2 separate regions of the Mus musculus genome follow, and region 2 is linked to region 1. The links are chromatin contacts, called in public promoter capture Hi-C maps. All regions are on one chromosome and are shown on one strand. Each heading gives the region's core, a stretch centred on a gene start, on an enhancer-like site or on the middle of the called end of the contact. The rest is flanking DNA. Distances are from core to core; before and after follow the strand shown.

Region 1 (4,370 bases), core at 567-3,066:
CCTCAGGCGCCTCCCAGCCAATGGCGCCGAAAAAAATGTAGTGGTTCTGTGTGCTGTTGGGCCCTGGGCTCGGATGTGCCCCTTCGGAACAGTCCTAGAGCCCGCTGATTAGGAAATTCTCCCACCTCGGGAAGGCAGCTGGATCCAGGCTAACATCCTCGGGGGTGGGAGATGGGGGAAGGGTTGTTTCAGTGAAGTATTCCAGCTGCGGAGTCTGGAGCCAGGTGACACTCGGGTTTTTGGAAAGACCAGACACTGAGAAGCAGCCTTCTTCAAGATGCCACAAATAAAGGCTCAGAACTATGGTTACTAATTTAGAACAGAAACTCTAAGGACCTACTAGGATGCTTTAAGGTTCGCAAAGCACACTCTGGTGCAAGATCCTCACTAACTTAACGTGGCTATTCCCACCCACCCACTCCCCCCCCCCCCCCCATTTAGACAGTGTCTTAGGGTTTCCATTCTTGGGTTAAAGCATCATGACTAATAGCAAGTTGGGGAGGAAAGGATTTTTACCTATTACACTTCTATATCATAGTCCATTATCCAGGGAAGGCAGGGTAGGAACTCAAAACAGTAATCAGGAAGCAAGAGCTGATGTAGAGAGGCCATAGAGGAGTGCTGCTTACTGGCTTGCTCAGCCTGCTTTTTTTTTTTTTTTTTAATAGCACCTAGGATCACCTGACCAAGGGTGGCACCACTCTCAGTGAACTGGACCCTTCCACATCAATCAGTATTTAAGAAAAAGCAGTAGAGACTTGCCTACAGGTAAATCTTATGGTTCGGAGATCCTCGTTCCAAATTACTCTAGCCTGCATCAAGTTGCAAAAAACTAGCCCGGAGAGAAGCTAGTTTAAAAAAAAAATTAGGTTAGAAGTTAGTGCCCTGCTTAAGTTCACTTGGCCGAAAAGAATTGGCACTCCACCTTAAGACTTGGCTTGATTTCATTCTACAAACATCGCTGTCAATGAGTGACTGCTAATAATTCGTCACTTATGTGACCTTGGTGGTGAGTAGATAATACTTAAGGACGGAGAGAGAGAGAGAGAGAGAGAGAGAGAGAGAGAGAGCACTTGTTTTAACAATTATACAGCTTAAAGTTCTAAACGGCTGCCCTCATTTCAGATGTAGTCCATTGCTGCAATCTGAGAAGAAACTAGAAATCACCAAAAGAGATTAAAACAACAACAAAACACAAACAAAACAACAACAAAAACAGGGCATTGAGGTGTGCAGTCAGGCAAATAACCAACTAAGTGATATATTATTTATTAAACCTGTCAACCTTACACTAAGGGAAAAAATGCCTGCACTTTAGCCCTTGAGAGCATATTTCTATAACACTAACATTTGGTTGTGTTGTGCTTCTTCTCAACATTCACCTTCCATCTAACCTGTGATAGACACTTTTCTTGGATAAAAATCCTGACAACAGTGCATTTTCATACTTTCATGTACTTAGAAATTCCCCTTGGAGAGCTTGTAAAAGTGCCGATTTTTAATCCAAAAGGTCTGGAACCCCCGAGAGATTTTTTTTTTTTTTTTAACAGAAGCCCAGGTGAAGTCAATGTCTGCGGTCCAGAGACCAAGCTTCCAGTCAAGAGGCCGGCAGTTTGAACAGCGCCTTACACAGAAGTGCATCCGGAAACTACAGACTAGCCTCATCCGAGGATTCCGGGTCTCAGCCCGCATCCTCCTCCACTGACAAACTTGTCATTAAAAGCTGGATCCCTGGAGCCTAGACCCCCATGGGTGACCTGCCACCCGCGTGCGCATCGGAGCCCCGCCCACCGGTCAGCCCCTCCGCGCAGTGGCCAAACCCTGGCGTGGATTTGGTAGCGTGCGCACAGCGCAGTGAGCATGCGCGAGCGCGCCGGGGCGGGCGCTGTGGGCTCAGTGGCCGCAGGAAGGCGCCCGCGACCGCCGCCACAGGGGCCGCGCCTCCCGCGCCTCCCTCGCCTCTCTCTGGCGGCCGCTCTGCGGCGTCCACACCGACTGCGCCAGGCGCAGGCGCAGCCCCCGGGACCCGGAGCTGGTGCTCCCAGGCTGTCGCGGTGACCCCGCCCCCGGGCCCAGGATGTGAGGCCGGCCCGGCGTCCCCGCGGCGGGCCGGGGCGACGAGGGGCCCGCGGGTGCCATGGAGGGCGTGCTGTACAAGTGGACCAACTACCTGAGCGGTGAGTGCCGGCTTCCGTGGGTGCGGTGCGCCAGGCGGCACCCTCCGCCGGCTCGCGGCCCGGATGGAGAGTTGGGTACCGGGTGAAGCCGGCAGCCTGGGTCCGCTGCGGGGTCCACCTCAATCTCGCGAATTGGGTGGGGGGCGGCCTCGCTTGGGCCGCGCAGCCCAGCTGCAGGGTGCCGAGTGCCACCAACCCCTGGATTCCAGAGTCTCCACGCAGTCGATCTCCCTAGGCACCTTCAGGGTCATCCCCCTGCCGACCGAGGTAGTGGAACTCTAGCACCGCAGCCCTAAGCCCTGAAGTGTACGCTGGCGATCGGCCTTTTCTCTCCGAACATTTCTTTTGTTTCAGAACTCTGTCATAAAAATGAATGCAGATATTAACAACGGTGTCCTTGTCTTGCCCAGCACAATGGCTTAAAATAGCACCCTGCCCCCTTTCTAGCTCTTGGAAGCACTTTCCAACTATCCAGAAGTTAGAACTATTCCTCAGCTTTGAAGATGATTCTCAACGAACATTATTTTCATCCAAGCAGCCAGTATTTTATAAGTACTATGCTATATGAACAGTGCTGGGTGCGTTTTAAAGTTAAACTTTTTTGTTAGGGAAAATGGGTTAACATTTAACGTGTCAGTGGGGATGCAGAAACTAGAAATCTTACCAACTAGAGCTAGGGTTTCCCCATCCTTTGGTGGGGCAGTTCTGTAGTAAGGACAGGTGTGTATGGCTTGTGAAGATCTGGCAGAGTAACTTTGAGGAAGTCACAGCCCAGTACAGGCAGAAGTACACCTGTCAGCATGTACCTGGAATCTCCAAGTAGTATAGTAGTTAGCACAGTTAATTCATTTTTTTTAAAATCTCTACCCGAGGGTCTGATGAGAAGGTTTTCCTTAAGACCTGGCCTTCACTTCAAGGATCTCCACTGATGTCAGCAGAGAGATTAGGTTATACAGGAAGAACTCAAAGCTGGCCTGCAGGTCCTTGAATACTGGAAGCCGATTAGCATGTTGTTTAAGAGAAGGCTTGACGGTGCCATTCTCCCAATGCTGTCCTAAATGCTGAGAAGTAGGTGTGTATCTTAATTGTAAACCCTTGAGTCAACTTCACCCTTTACTGTCCTCCTCTGAACCCTAGCCCGGACACACACAAATCACTTTCTTCTCCTGCCCCACCTTAATCATTTCCGTCTTCCTTTCCCTCCCCTTTCTGTGTGGAAACTTTTGGTAGTAAAATGCCCTCTCCCCACAGTCTTCTGTATCCTTCATTGCACCAACATTTTTCTAGCTGTCTCTGTGGATCTATCTTCTGTGATGCCCCTGCCATCTGTTTGATGGTAAGAGTCAACTCTTTTCTTCCCTAAGTAAGAACGGACAGTACTGTTGAGTGGCTTCTGGGCAAAGCCCTAAAGGCATTGGAGCCTTCGCTGCTTTTCCTTTGGCTTGTGTGTCACTCACTGTTCCATGAAGGCTGAAGGCTGTCACACCGCTGACTACTTTTCTGGATAGACTACTCTGCTTAAAATTGAGGGTCGGTTGGCACATTGGCTTTCATTCAACACGGCCTTACTTTGGAAGAGAATGGCACTAGCTTAGGAAGATCACATGGGTTCCCTCTGCTCTCCTTTGCTGTCGGAGAGTGAATGATGAACTTAGATGGAAAGCCTTTGCCTTTAGAATAATATTTTCCGAGTTCTCTGAGAATGTCGCACAGCTCCTTTTGCTCATGTTCATCCCTCTTCCCATAGCCACCCTTTCCACCCTCACTCCCTACTCACCTTGAAGTCGTCCTCCTGCTCCTCCTCTTTCTCCTCCATCTCCTGCAGCTAATGATGCTCAGAGACTCTTGGGAGTGGGGCCCGCTAAGGATCATACCATTAAAGAAAACTGGCACTTGCTCTCCCAGCAACTATCAGCTGCCAGGAGTTCCTCAGCCAGTGCTGGGATTTCATACCTCCCTCCCTCCCTCCCCGATGCTGGGATTGTGTCTGGCTTGAGCTTGCACAAGTCCTCTGCAGGTTGTCACAAACACTGAGTGCATATTTGCAACTGTGTTGTTATGTCCAGAAAACACTTGTTTCCTTGATGTTTTCTAGCATCTCTGGATCTTACAGTCTTTTCGCTTACCCTTCCACTAAGATCCCAGGGCCTTAGGAATAGGGGGTGATATGTTTATTCCATTTTGGACTGAGCA
Region 2 (4,370 bases), core at 685-3,184, 190 kb after region 1:
TCCTGGCTACCTACAATGCTCCTGTGACTTTAAATTTTATTTTTAAATCTGACATGCAAATAGGTGGGTTTCCTTTGGGGGTCTTCATGCATGCATATTATTATCCTTTGTTCCCACTCATTCCCTCTCTCATTTCCTTCCCTCATTCCCCTGCCAACTCCCCTGTTGCTGGCCCTTACCCTCCCCCCTCATTGTTCTCTCTCCTGCTCTTATGTTTCATGTGCTCCATTATACTTGCTTCCAACTCCAGGTCCCTATGACCATTCTCCCACCCCACGGTCTTCTCTTTTTAACACACACACACTCACATAAATACACACAACACACACACAGAGACAAACATATACACAGAGACACAACATACACACACATGCACACACACACACACACACACACACACACACACACGAGAGTATACATTATGAAGAAAATGTGGTATTTGTCTTTCTGAATCTTTCTCATTTCACTCAGTGTTCTGATCTCCAGACCCATCAAAGCGGCATGAGATTTCCCTTCCTTTATGGGCTATAGGCAGAGATTTCCATTATGTATACACGCCACACTTTAGCCATTTTTCCATAGGTGGGCATGGAGTTTGTCTCTGTCTCCTGGCTTTTGTGACAGTGCTGCAGTAAACATGGATGTGCACGTATGTCTGTGGCTTGCTGACATACGTGCTTTGGGTACATATCGAGGAAGGGCATAGCCAAGTCACATAGCAGTTTATTTTAGTTTTATGTCACAGTGGAGGGACAGATGTCAGCAGCAGAAAACATAGGCATTTTTAAATGGCTAATTTGACCTACAATTGTTTGCCAGCAGTGGGGCTTTGACGCACTATGAACCTTTCTTTATGTGAACTTTAGTCGTTTTACGTTGCACATTGGTGACAGTAGACCTTAGAATATGAAGCCCAACTGCATAAACTTCAGGTTGAGATAGCAAAATTTATACTCACTCCTATCTTGTAATGGGAGAGTTTTCTGTTTCCTCTTTGGCAGAATAACAATCAAATTCAATATCTTTTTGCCAGTGTCATGCTCCGTTTCCCATGCCATAATACACACGTACTATAGGATTGGTTATTTACTATGAAAAACAGTCTATTTATCTTGCTGCCCTGGAAGTTGAGAAGTCCAAGAATGTGGTGCCAGCCTCTGGTCAGTATGTGACGAGGGCCTGTGCTGCATTATAAGAAGGTAGATGGCGTCACATGGTGAGTCAGACACAGCCACCACTAGCGAGCTCCCCCACAACAGCATTGCTCTTGAGATTACCCTTTAAGGATCTTGGAATGAATCCATCCACTCATGAAAGCAGAGACCTCCTGGTCCCATTGTTTCCTAAAGACTCCACCTTCCAACCTCACCACGTGTGTTTCAAACCATATTCAAACCGCAGCTGCTGGGCAAGTGTGCCTGCCGCTCTGGGCTTCAGTTTCTCTCTCTGAAGATAGGTTTATTACCTTTGTTTACTTTACTTCTTAGTAGACACTGTAATTTAACTTGTTGATATCGGTAACATCCAAGTCTCTCACATACACAAAAAATATATAAAAGTAACTGTCAGACAATTAATTAATGAAACCATAATTTCTAGGACCTTGTGATATTTATTATTTTTAGCTATTTTTAAATTTCATATTTATAGCTGTAAAAATAATCATCCCAATGTGAGCTTTAAAAAAATAATTGACTAGAGGTGACATATTTTGGGAAACATAATAGAGGTGTTAAGCACTCTTCCTGTCTGAATTGATGCTGGGAGGTTTTGAGTGCCCGCACCTGCTTTGTTTGTCTTTCCTGGTGGGTACACAGGAGCTGAGCAGGTTACTCTACTTTCTATCCTGTATTCACCACTATTCCACAGTACTACCGTGCCTTAGCTTTATCTATTGCGAAATGGAAACTGAACTAGTATCTGTGTGTCTTGAGGAATTTGGCAAAGGATGTTGAAACTTTTTACCAGGCCAGTTTATGCCCTACCTGACCTCTGCTCACCAGAGGTTTGCAACACTTCTCTTATAGGGGCCCCGGGAAGGTGTCTAGAATAAGGCACTAATTAACCCTGTTCTGTGCCTAGTTACTTCAAAGCTGTGGCTCCCAAAGGACCAAGTCTACACTGTGTTGCTGGAATCTCCAACCCCAAATAAGCCCATATAAAAAAACCCACACAATCCAGTTATTATAATTATAAGCTATATGCCTAGATTGGACAGGCCTAACACTATACTAACTTATTCCCCAGCTATAAGACCCCCTTGCTACTACTTGTGATTTCTCCTGGACACTTGGTTCTGCTCCATCGAGGCTTCCTTCTCCTCTTCCTTCATCCTCTCTTCTTCTCCTCTGGTCCTCTTCTGCCTCCCTACCTGCCCCTATTCACAAACCTCCAGTCCTACTTTTCTCCTCCACTGCCCAATCACAGGCTCTAGTTTGTTTGTTTTTTGTTTGTTTGTTTTCCTAGTCTTTATTGACCAGTTAAAATGGGGAGAAGGTTCACATGAGGTCACCTGAGTATGTACTCTTGGGGCAACCCCTCTTGAGGAAGCAGAATTAACATCAGAATAAAACAGCATCAGACCAACCCACAAAAATACTGCCCTATTCGGAGGCCAAAGAAGACACTCAAGATAAATATGTCAAGTATATTTCTGTGTGAACGTGCACCTTACTATTGGCTGTCCTTTCTCATATTATTTTTGGTGTTCAATTTTTAATATCCGTACAATGTGTTCATGTATAAAATTCTAAATTCTGCTTGGTAACAGTGAGCTGAAGGACAGCCCTGGAGTCTCTAGGTCTTCTGTGACCTGTTTTTGTCAGTCAATGATTAACTGACTTTGGTTTGCAGAGATAACACAAAGCTTTGGAAATTTACCCGGCTTTTGATGGTAGAATTGATTGAGGGCATACATCCTGTGTGAATTTCTAAGTATATGAGGCTTCCATGTCCACTGCTGCAGTAAATCCTCTTAAGAGCGATATGATATTGGAAACCCTGTGGTTATTTAAAATAGCAGACATCAGACACTCAGAGAGCACAAGTCACTGGATCAGGATTCCTAGCACTCAAGCAACCAAGTCTGGATTTGAACTAAGCCCAAAGCTCATGGTCTTCAAATTGTATTAACCTGGTCCTCAAAAACAAGCTGCAAAGCATGAATTTCCATGTAGGGTGCACTTTCTTCTGTCAGCAAAAAGCCGAATTTGGGGTGGCATTTGATTGTTTGTTTTTTAAGATAGGAGGACCCTGCTGTGTAGTCCAGGTTTGTGTTGAGTTTGTGATCCTCCTGTCTCAGCCTCCTGAGGGCTAGGGTTCTAGGTATGTGTTAATGGGAGCTGGCTTCTCCTGATACCAGCAGAGATCCCAGAAGACTTCACAGCATGGGGTCTGCTTTAGGAGAGTCCCAGGCTGAGTGGGACTTGGGCTCCAGAGCCATCTGCTGAGTTTGTAGAGTTGACGGGATGCTATAGACCAAGCCGCAAGTCACATCATGTCCCAAAGTACCTTGGTGTTATCTATTATGGATTCTCTTGCCATCTACAGGAATCACCAATATTAATTAGACGAGAAAGACAGAAACAAATGAATCATTTGTCCTTCAGGTCTGTACCTAGCAAATGACCTGGTGTGCAGTGATGTGTGGGCCAGTGTTTCTAGATATCTTATCTGCTCTTTCTGAGACTAAATTCTACTGTGAAGGTGACTAAGAAAAGTCAGTACCCGGATGTTCAAGACTTTCTTATTAAGACATCAATTCAAGGGGCTGGAGATATGGTCCAGGGGCTATCACTTATTGCTCTTGCAGAGAACCTGGGTTCAGTTTGCAGAACACACATGATGGCTCAGAGCCATCCATAGGTACAGTTTCAAGGGATTCAATGGATTCTTTGGTACAGGCATACATGTAGTCTACACTCATACCTCCAGGCAGAACCCTCCTACACATACACACACACAACACACACACACACATACATGTATATACATATAATAAATAAAGAATAAACAGATAAATAAATCAGTTTAAGAGAAGACCACAACTTTGTGCAGAATAATGAAAAACTTTTAGGTTTCATATTTGGGGACACTAGTCAAAACAAACAAAGAGACACTGTAGTAGGCTGGGTCAGATGTTCTAAAGTCAATGTTACAACAAATGACCAGAGATAATTGTGCAGGAAAAAAAATCCATGACATGCACACACAGTGCTCTGATACACATTACACACAACTCCTAACCAGGTGAAGCCTTTCCATTTATTATATTTCTTTCCAGATGACAGAGGTAAGAGAGCTTTTGGACCCTGTGTGCTAAGAGGGAACTGCACAGCCTCCAAATAGCCATTCCTTTCCATGAATGCTTT

The links. Promoter capture Hi-C pulls out the DNA fragments that hold promoters and counts their contacts.
Region 2: a contact with region 1 is called in a promoter capture Hi-C map of liver, with 2.2 times the contacts expected there. The contact joins the enhancer-like site here to the promoter of Plekha8 in region 1. A contact is called at or near these places in 8 of 39 promoter capture datasets (the 3T3-L1 cell line, 3T3-L1-derived adipocytes, the C10 cell line and 5 more), 1 of 15 datasets of contacts at CTCF or cohesin (large pre-B cells), 9 of 484 Hi-C or Micro-C datasets (the AML12 cell line, the Ba/F3 cell line, the G1E-ER4 cell line and 4 more), 5 of 115 datasets of contacts at active chromatin or transcription factors (bone marrow-derived macrophages, embryonic stem cells, large pre-B cells and 2 more) and 3 of 9 other capture datasets (adipose tissue, liver and pancreatic islet).

What each region holds. Positions count from the first base shown.
Region 1 is chr6:54,593,295-54,597,664 of GRCm38.p6, forward strand. It overlaps Plekha8 (pleckstrin homology domain containing, family A (phosphoinositide binding specific) member 8), which reads left to right and starts at 1,817. Exons shown (of 14, transcript NM_001164361.1): 1 at 1,817-2,177. The coding sequence starts at 2,138. It also overlaps a transcript of Fkbp14 not described here.
Region 2 is chr6:54,787,412-54,791,781 of GRCm38.p6, forward strand. No RefSeq gene overlaps it. Among named protein-coding and RNA genes, the nearest start is that of Znrf2, 27 kb to the right of the region's middle. Within about 2 kb of position 1,935, at least 19 of the 459 cell types and tissues checked have an H3K27ac peak or open chromatin away from gene starts, as enhancers often do. A contact at or near this core is called in liver, neural stem cells and pancreatic islet, where this site is marked.